2 separate regions of the Macaca mulatta genome follow, and region 1 is linked to region 2. The links are chromatin contacts, called in public Hi-C maps. All regions are on one chromosome and are shown on one strand. Each heading gives the region's core, a stretch centred on a gene start, on an enhancer-like site or on the middle of the called end of the contact. The rest is flanking DNA. Distances are from core to core; before and after follow the strand shown.

Region 1 (3,608 bases), core at 1,016-3,515, 160 kb after region 2:
GGCATCTACCAGTATGTCTTGCCATCAGTTCACCTGTTAACCTTCCTAGAGTCTAATTTTCTCATTTCTCCAGGCCCTGGAGAGGCTATGTGATGATGAAAGCTCTAAGACACAATCTCAACTTTCACAAGTTCACAAGTTTGAAAGAAGAGCTAGATCTTGCTCCTTGGGGGATGAATGCAGGTAGAGAAAGGTCAGGATTCCAGCAATATTGGAAAAATCAAGTATTTTTCCAGCTTCATATTGCTGTAGAGAATATACTATTAGGGCTGGGTACAGTGGCTTACACCTATAATTCCAGCACTTTGGGAAGCCAAGCCAGAGGGATTGTTTGAGTCCAGGAGTTCGAGACCAGATTGGGCAGCATGGCGAGACCCTGTCTCTACAAAAATACAAAAAATTAGCCCTGCATGGTGGCACTGCCTATAGTCGCAGCTTTTTCGGGAGGCTGAGGTGGGAGGATCACTTGAGCCGGGGGGAGGATCACTTGAGCCGGGGAGGTGATCACACCATTGCACTCCAGCCAGGGCAACAGAGTGAGACCCTGGCTCAAAATAAATAAACAAATACAAAATAAAAATAGAGAATATACTGCTAACCTGGGGGTGGGGGGAGGCTCTGGAGGATATATGTTGGAGAATAGATGCATGCAAAGAAATACTATTTAGTGAGGTTTCAGGTCCAAGGGCACTTTACCACTTGGTGGAAGAGACCAGTCATTTGGGTTACTGGGGGGGGGGAATCCAACTGTTTAGCACTTAGAATGGTGCCCCCAAAACTCTACATTAGTCCTGTGGTGGAATCAGACGTAACAAAAAGGGATTGGTTCCAAATGGCCTTATGCATTGAAATAACTCCCCAAATTTGTTTTTCACAAGGAAAATGTCTATGTAATTGGTGTTAAAATGGACCTTCTCCCCAATTCAATATGAAGACAATTCATTTATTCCAGCAGCTGAGTCTGCAGCAGGAATTAAGTGACTTTCAGGATTTGTTAAAGAACAGAATCTGTCCCCCAGGGGAATTTGTTGAGTTTCCGATATCTAAAAAGGAAAGCTCAGCAAGCCATCTGTCTAGGTTTCTTCAGGGCAATATAACTCAAAGTAGAGGGGCCGGGTGACCTCCTGGAGTCTGTCTCTGGTTAGCTTTTTGCTGCTAACTGGGGATAACAGCCTAATGCCTCATGACGGCTCAGCATGGCTGGGTGAGTCCAACTGGCTCAGAGAGCACCAAAAATAAGCCACAAAGCATTCAGTAGTCATATTTATGGTTTTGATTCTAAACACACTTTGTGCTTATCCCTTCCAAGTGGAGAATTTTTATGTAATGTGTGTGCGTTAAGGCCAAAGGAGAAACCTGGAGGCAAAGGAATGCTGGTTGTGGGTCAACAAATATGCCTGATGGATTATGTATGCTTGGTTTAAAAACACTGACTTAAAGTAAAATACCGTGACTACTTCTAACTTAGAAATGAGTTCAGCCCGCCAGACAGAAACCGCCATTCAGAGGAAATAAAGCCGTGAGCACCGGTTCCCTCCACACCCGCGAGGTTCACCTGGAGGCCAGTGGGCCAAGCGAGGCCTTGGAAGCGGAGAACTCAAAGAGGGGCGGGGAGAAAAGAATAAACACACCTCGCGGGGCTCGGCTGGCGGTCGCACAGTCCTGGTCCTTTTGACGGAACTGACCGAGATGACAGCAAGCAGAGGCTCAAATGCAGGATTCAGACCCAAGACTTCTCCCAGCTCTCGGGCGGACCCCAAAGGCGGGGAGCCAAAAACCGGGAGACTAAGCAAGCAGCATTCTCACGCTCCTAAGCTGGCTTCTCGCTCCTCGCTCCTCATGCCCCAAACCTGATCAGGCCCCAACCCCCCTCCCCACAACTCAGTGTTCCCTCCACACGGACCGTCGAGGCTCCCCAGATCCCACGTCTTCGTCCTTCCTGGACCCCGTGCTCCATTCCTTACAGTCACATACAGGGATCGGTTACCTGTAGAGCAGCTCGACAATCCTGAAGGTAGTCCTCCATGATGAAGCCCAAAGTACGCCGTCGCCCCTGGTCGAGGAGAGGTGCCCGTGGTCGAGGAGAGGTTTCCCCGGCGAATGCACCCCGCCCGGGACTCAGGGGCTAGAGGCCAGAGTCAGGAGGCGGGACTCGAACCCGCCACACGGCTAATCGGCCTCCGACCCCGGGAGGAAGTGCGTAACCGGGTGCTCCCGAGCTTGGCGTCGCCCCTCCCCCAGCGGCGGAGGCGGGGCTCTACGCCCAGAGGCTCCTGGGACGTCTTTCCGGAGAGGCCAAGTGGGTGTGGCGTGGGGCGACGTGGGAAACGTAGTCCTGCGGCTCCGCAATGTCCCTAGCTACCGAGGGAAGGAGCGTTTTCTGAGGGATCCGTTGTTTGGTAAACAAATGTGTATGTGTCACAGTAACCCATTATTGTGGCATCTGAACTTTCCCTCTCAGATCAGGCTAAGTATAACATCTTTCCATATATCACACCGAGCATCCGGTTGACATTTTAAATGACACTTGGCAAAACAGATCTTCTTTCCCGAAATTCTGCCTTTTACCAAACTGATTCAATCTCAACCAGTTTTGTGGTTGTTCATGTTAGGAGAACATTAGAATAATCTTTGACCCCTCTTGTTTACCTAACACCTACAGTCTCCTGCCAACTCCTGCTGCTTCTCCCTTTGCAACTCTGTAGCCTGTTTTTTTCCTACAGCCTCCGCAAATATCTTCTCCTTCCTTTCTTGGACGGTTGTAACCTTGACTTTTTGCTCTCTGCCACCCTAATTGTTCCAACTGCTCTTTCAGCCTTTAGAGTTGCTTGAAGTTTCATCCTGTGGCGGCCCTGTACATAGAGTTTTAGGGAACCCTTCAGAATGTAGAGTTAGGTTCCAGCCTCCCTTAACTGCCACTTTGCAGCCGCAGGGTAGTGCAAGTACTGTAAATAAATGGACACTCATCATCAAAAATTCCCTCATTTATTTATCTATCGCTTTATTTCCTACCATCAGCCTCACACCAGCTTTTCCTGCTTCCCCAGCTGTAAATCGAGAGGAGGTGACTGATGAGAGGCCTGTGGTGGAACCACGATCCAGAGCACAGGGGTGTTGGATCGCCTGCCTGCTCTGCCAGTTTTTTCTTCTTCCTCTTCTTCTTCAGACGGAGTCTTGCTCTGTCATCAGGCTGGAGTGCAGTGGCAGGATGTTGGCTCACTGCAACCTCTGCCTCCCGGGTTCAAGTGATTCTCCTGCCTCAGCCTCCCGAGTAGCTGGGGCTACAGGTGCGTGCCACCACGCCCTGCTAATTTTTGTATTTTTAGTAGAGATGGGGTTTCACTATGTTGGCCAGGTTGGTCTTAATCTCTTGACCTCGTGATTTGCCCGCCTCAGCTTCCCAAAGTGCTGGGATTACAGGCGTCAGCCATCGCGCCCAGAGCCTGGGGCTTCTTCCACACCCTCTGCACTCTACCAGGTGCACAACCCAACCAGTTTCATTTCTAGACTTAAAAATGATACAGCAAGGACTTGGAAAGGACCTCTATGGAGGGATCCAGAGGGAAAAGAGCTGGGTTTGTTTGTTTGTTTTTAACATTAACTGAGTA
Region 2 (3,721 bases), core at 737-3,236:
CTTAGAAAGAGAGAAATGACTTTTCCCCTTTCTGTTGCTTCTTTAGTTTCCATGTCATCATCATCTTTGTTTGTCATCCTCCCCGCCCCCTGAGGCCCCTCAGTCCTCTATGCCTTTCTCCTGCTTTTTCCCCTTAGTGCTGTAGCAAATCTTGACTCCAAAACAGCCCATGGGAGTGGCGATAGCTCCGGCTGGAGGAATGTGGGCACACGGGAGGCTAGCCTAGCACAAGTTACTTCTCAAGGGGAAGATGGCTGTTGCTGCTGCAGTGAAGACAGGGCTTACCTGACAGATAATTCTTTTTTTTGAGACGGAGTCTTGCTTTGTCACTCAGGCTGGAGTGCAGGGGTGTGATATCTGTTCACTGCAACCTCCACCTCCCAAGTTCAAGCTATTCTCCTGCCTCAGCCTCCCAAGTAGTTGGGATTACAGGCCCCCACCACCATGCCCGGCTAATTTTTGTATTTTTTAGTAGAGATGGGGTTTCACCATGTTGGCCAGGCTGGTCTTGATCTCCTGACCTCGTGATCCACCCACCTCGACCTCCCCAAGTGCTGGGAATATAGGTGTGAGCCACCACGCCCAGCCTGACAGAATTCTTACAGCTGCCATTTTTGGACACTGACTCTGTGCCATATGTCTGTGTGGTATAGGTATTACCATCCTTGTTTTACAGCTGAGCAAATGATACTTACATTAAATAATTTACCCAAGATCAAACACAACTCATTTTTTGGCCCCCAAAGCCAGTGGCAGCTATTGCACTGTACTTCCTTTAAAGTAAGAAGCATAAGCATCCCAGGAATCCTAATAGGAGTAATAACTAACATTTACTGAGAACCTACTATGTGCCAAGTGCTTTATGTCAGTCATCTTAGTCTTCCCAATCCTGTATAAGGTTAAGGTAGGTATTCCCATTTTGCAGTGAGAAAACTGAAGCTAAGAGAAATTTAGCAATTTGGCCAAAGTCACTAGTAAATGATAAAGATGGGCTTCAAACCAAATAATCCAGAGAAACCTCCTTCCCCAGAATGCTCCCAGTGTGGTTAAAGCCAACTGAGGAAGCACAAGAAACCAGCACCTCAAGAAGGGCAGGCAGTCCTGAAGGTCTGAGCCTTCTGCTGCACTGAACTCAGGACCTTCTTGGCGGCATATCAGCTCCATGTGTCCAGGGTTCTCTCCCCATGGTCTTCGCCTGTGGTTCTTCTGGTTGTTTTGCTTCTTACTTCCCCCTCCCCTGCTCTGCAGGATGTGGCTGTGACCGCAGTGAGGAGCAGCCTCGCCCTCTCCCCCAAACCAAAATGGGAGTCTGAAGAGGCAGGGGAGGTGGGGACTGAGGGGGTTTCTTCCCCAGCTGAATCCTTCCAGTGGAAACCTGAACCTTGCTTTGCTCCCAGCTTGCCTTGGGGCTTTCTGGACCATGTTCCCCAGCCGGAAGAGGAGATTGCTCCATGTGAGCCTTCCTTCCTCCTTGGCCTTCCTGTTACCCAGCTCTCCATTGCCCCCATTGCCGTCTCACATTTGTTCCGATGTCCTCTCCCTCTCTCCCTGTTTCAGTCTCCCTTTTTCTCTTGTCTGGGTCCTCCCTATAATCCTCTCTGGCCTGGCCATACTCTCCCTCTGGCCCTTACCCGTCCATCTCCTTGTCTCCTAAGACTTCCTTGCATTTCACACACATCCATACGGATATGGATCCACCTGCATCCCTCAGCCCTGCCCCCACTGCATCCAAAACCAGGTCTTTCAGAGGCTGCCTTGCCACCAGAAAAACTAAGTTAAGCTCTACAAAGGACCCAAGAATTGTATAAGCAAGAGTTTCACAATATGAAAAGCTAAGACTGAAAGAGCTGGAGACTCCTCTGCCACCGTTACCCCTAAAGTCTACCATTCTGTCACTGCCGGTCCCTCACCTGCTGTGCTGGGTGCCAGTCTTGCCTTGGATGTTCCGGGAAAGCTTACAGAATGGAGAAGCTTCACTTAGTGTGAGAGCCCTTTGGCTTGGCCCCACCCCTTGAGCCCCGCCTACCTACTCTCTGCTCAACCTCCGGTTCATCACTACTGTCTCCAAGAAGGCCTCTGGCCCAAGAGCAACCTAGAAATAAGACAAAGGTCAAAAAGAGTGGAATTCTGTTGGAAACAGTCTTGATTCTTTGAAGGGGGAAAAGGGATTTGCATCCTCTACTCTCACATTGCTTCTTTCTTTTCTTGCTGCCCAGTTCCTGGAGATCCTGTCCTTATATTTCTGCAGTACTGGGAAGGATGTAAAGTCCAAATTTCTGGGGTAGGAAGCTAGTGGGAAAATTTCTGCAGATTGAAAGGTGGTGCTGTGGGGCGAGTATTTAATGTATTATTCCAGTGATTGCTAGGTAAGGGCACAGACTGTCACAACCCTTAATACTGAAGGGAGGAAGGTGCTGGGACCAGGGCTGCTACACCACAGGTGACCAGCAGGTGCCAGCACAGCACTGAATCACTAGCCCAGAGGAACAAGCCTACTGAGTTGCTTTTTTTTTTTTTTTTTTGAGACGGAGTTTTGCTCTTGTAGCCCAGGGTGGAGTGCAAAGGTGTGATCTCGGCTCACTGCGAGCTGTGCCTCCCAGGTTCAAGTGATTCTCCTGCCTCAACCTCCCGAGTTGCTGAGATTACAGGCATATGCCACCATGCCCGGCTTGTTTTGTATTTTTAGTAGAGACAGGGTTTCACCATGTTGGCCAGAATGCTCTCAAACTCCTGACAGGTGATCCACCTTGGCCTCCCGGAGTGCTGAGATTACAGGTGTGAGCCACTGCACACCGCAGGGTGAGCTTTGTAGCTGCTAAAGGGATACAAAATGAGGAGCAGTCACAATTGAGTTTTTTTTGTTTGTTTGTTGTTTTGTTTTTGAGATAGGGTCTCGTTCTGTTGCCCAGGCTGGAGTGCAGTGGCATCATCACAGCTGACTGCAGCTTTGACCTCCTGAGCTCAAGAGATCTTCCTACTTCAGCCTCCCTAGTAGCTGGGACCAGAGGTGCACACCACCAGGCCTTCCTTTTTTTTTTTTTTTTGTAGAGAGGAAGGTCTCACTCTGTTGCCCAGGCTGAACTTCTAGGCTCAAGCAATCCTCCCACCTTGGCCTCCCAAAGTGTTGGGATTACAGGTGTGAGCCACTGCACCCATGCTGGAAGTCACAGTTGTTGAATGAGACAAAAACACTTGCCATCAAGAATCTTACAGGGAATCTGGCCAGGGAGATAACCTTAAGCGTAAATAACAGTAATACTAGTCAAACAATGCCATTAACTTTAATGGGGACTTAAATAATTTTGAAAGCTTAATTATGATAGGGCTTGGAAAGATAGATTCAACTACTTAATAGCCAGAGATAGGGAAGAAGTCCCAGATGATGGGGATGGCGTAAGCACATACAGGAAAAAAACATAATACAGGACATTCTCAGGAAGTGGTGATATATGTCTGGAATGTAGGTTGTTTGAGAGATAAGTGAAGAAGGAAAAAGATCAGATCATAGCAAGCTTCAAAAAAGTTGCTCCAGGCCGGGCGTGGTGGCTCACGCCTGTAATCCCAACACTTTGGGAAGCCAAGGCGGGTGGATCACCTGAGGTCAGGAGTTTGAGACCAGACTGGTCAACGTGGTGAAACCCTGTCTCGGCTAGGTATGGTGGCTCACGCCTGTAATCCCAACACTTTGAGAAGCCAAGGTGGGTGGATCACCTGAGGTCAG

Evidence for each region. Hi-C and Micro-C count contacts between places; a contact is called where the count stands out from the background.
Region 1: a contact with region 2 is called in a Hi-C map of blood, with 4 times the contacts expected there. The contact joins the promoter of MINDY1 here to the promoter of TNFAIP8L2 in region 2. A contact is called at or near these places in 3 of 14 Hi-C or Micro-C datasets (blood, cortical neurons and fetal cortex germinal zone).

Annotation. Positions count from the first base shown.
Region 1 is chr1:116,096,407-116,100,014 of T2T-MMU8v2.0, forward strand. MINDY1 (MINDY lysine 48 deubiquitinase 1) reads left to right here and starts at 2,266. Exons shown (of 11, transcript XM_077947935.1): 1 at 2,266-2,411. It overlaps PRUNE1 (prune exopolyphosphatase 1), which reads right to left and starts at 2,198. Exons shown (of 6, transcript XM_077947991.1): 1 at 1,988-2,198.
Region 2 is chr1:115,932,873-115,936,593 of T2T-MMU8v2.0, forward strand. TNFAIP8L2 (TNF alpha induced protein 8 like 2) reads right to left here and starts at 1,987. Exons shown (of 2, transcript NM_001257419.1): 1 at 1,911-1,987. All of the region lies in intron 4 of LYSMD1 (LysM domain containing 1), which reads left to right.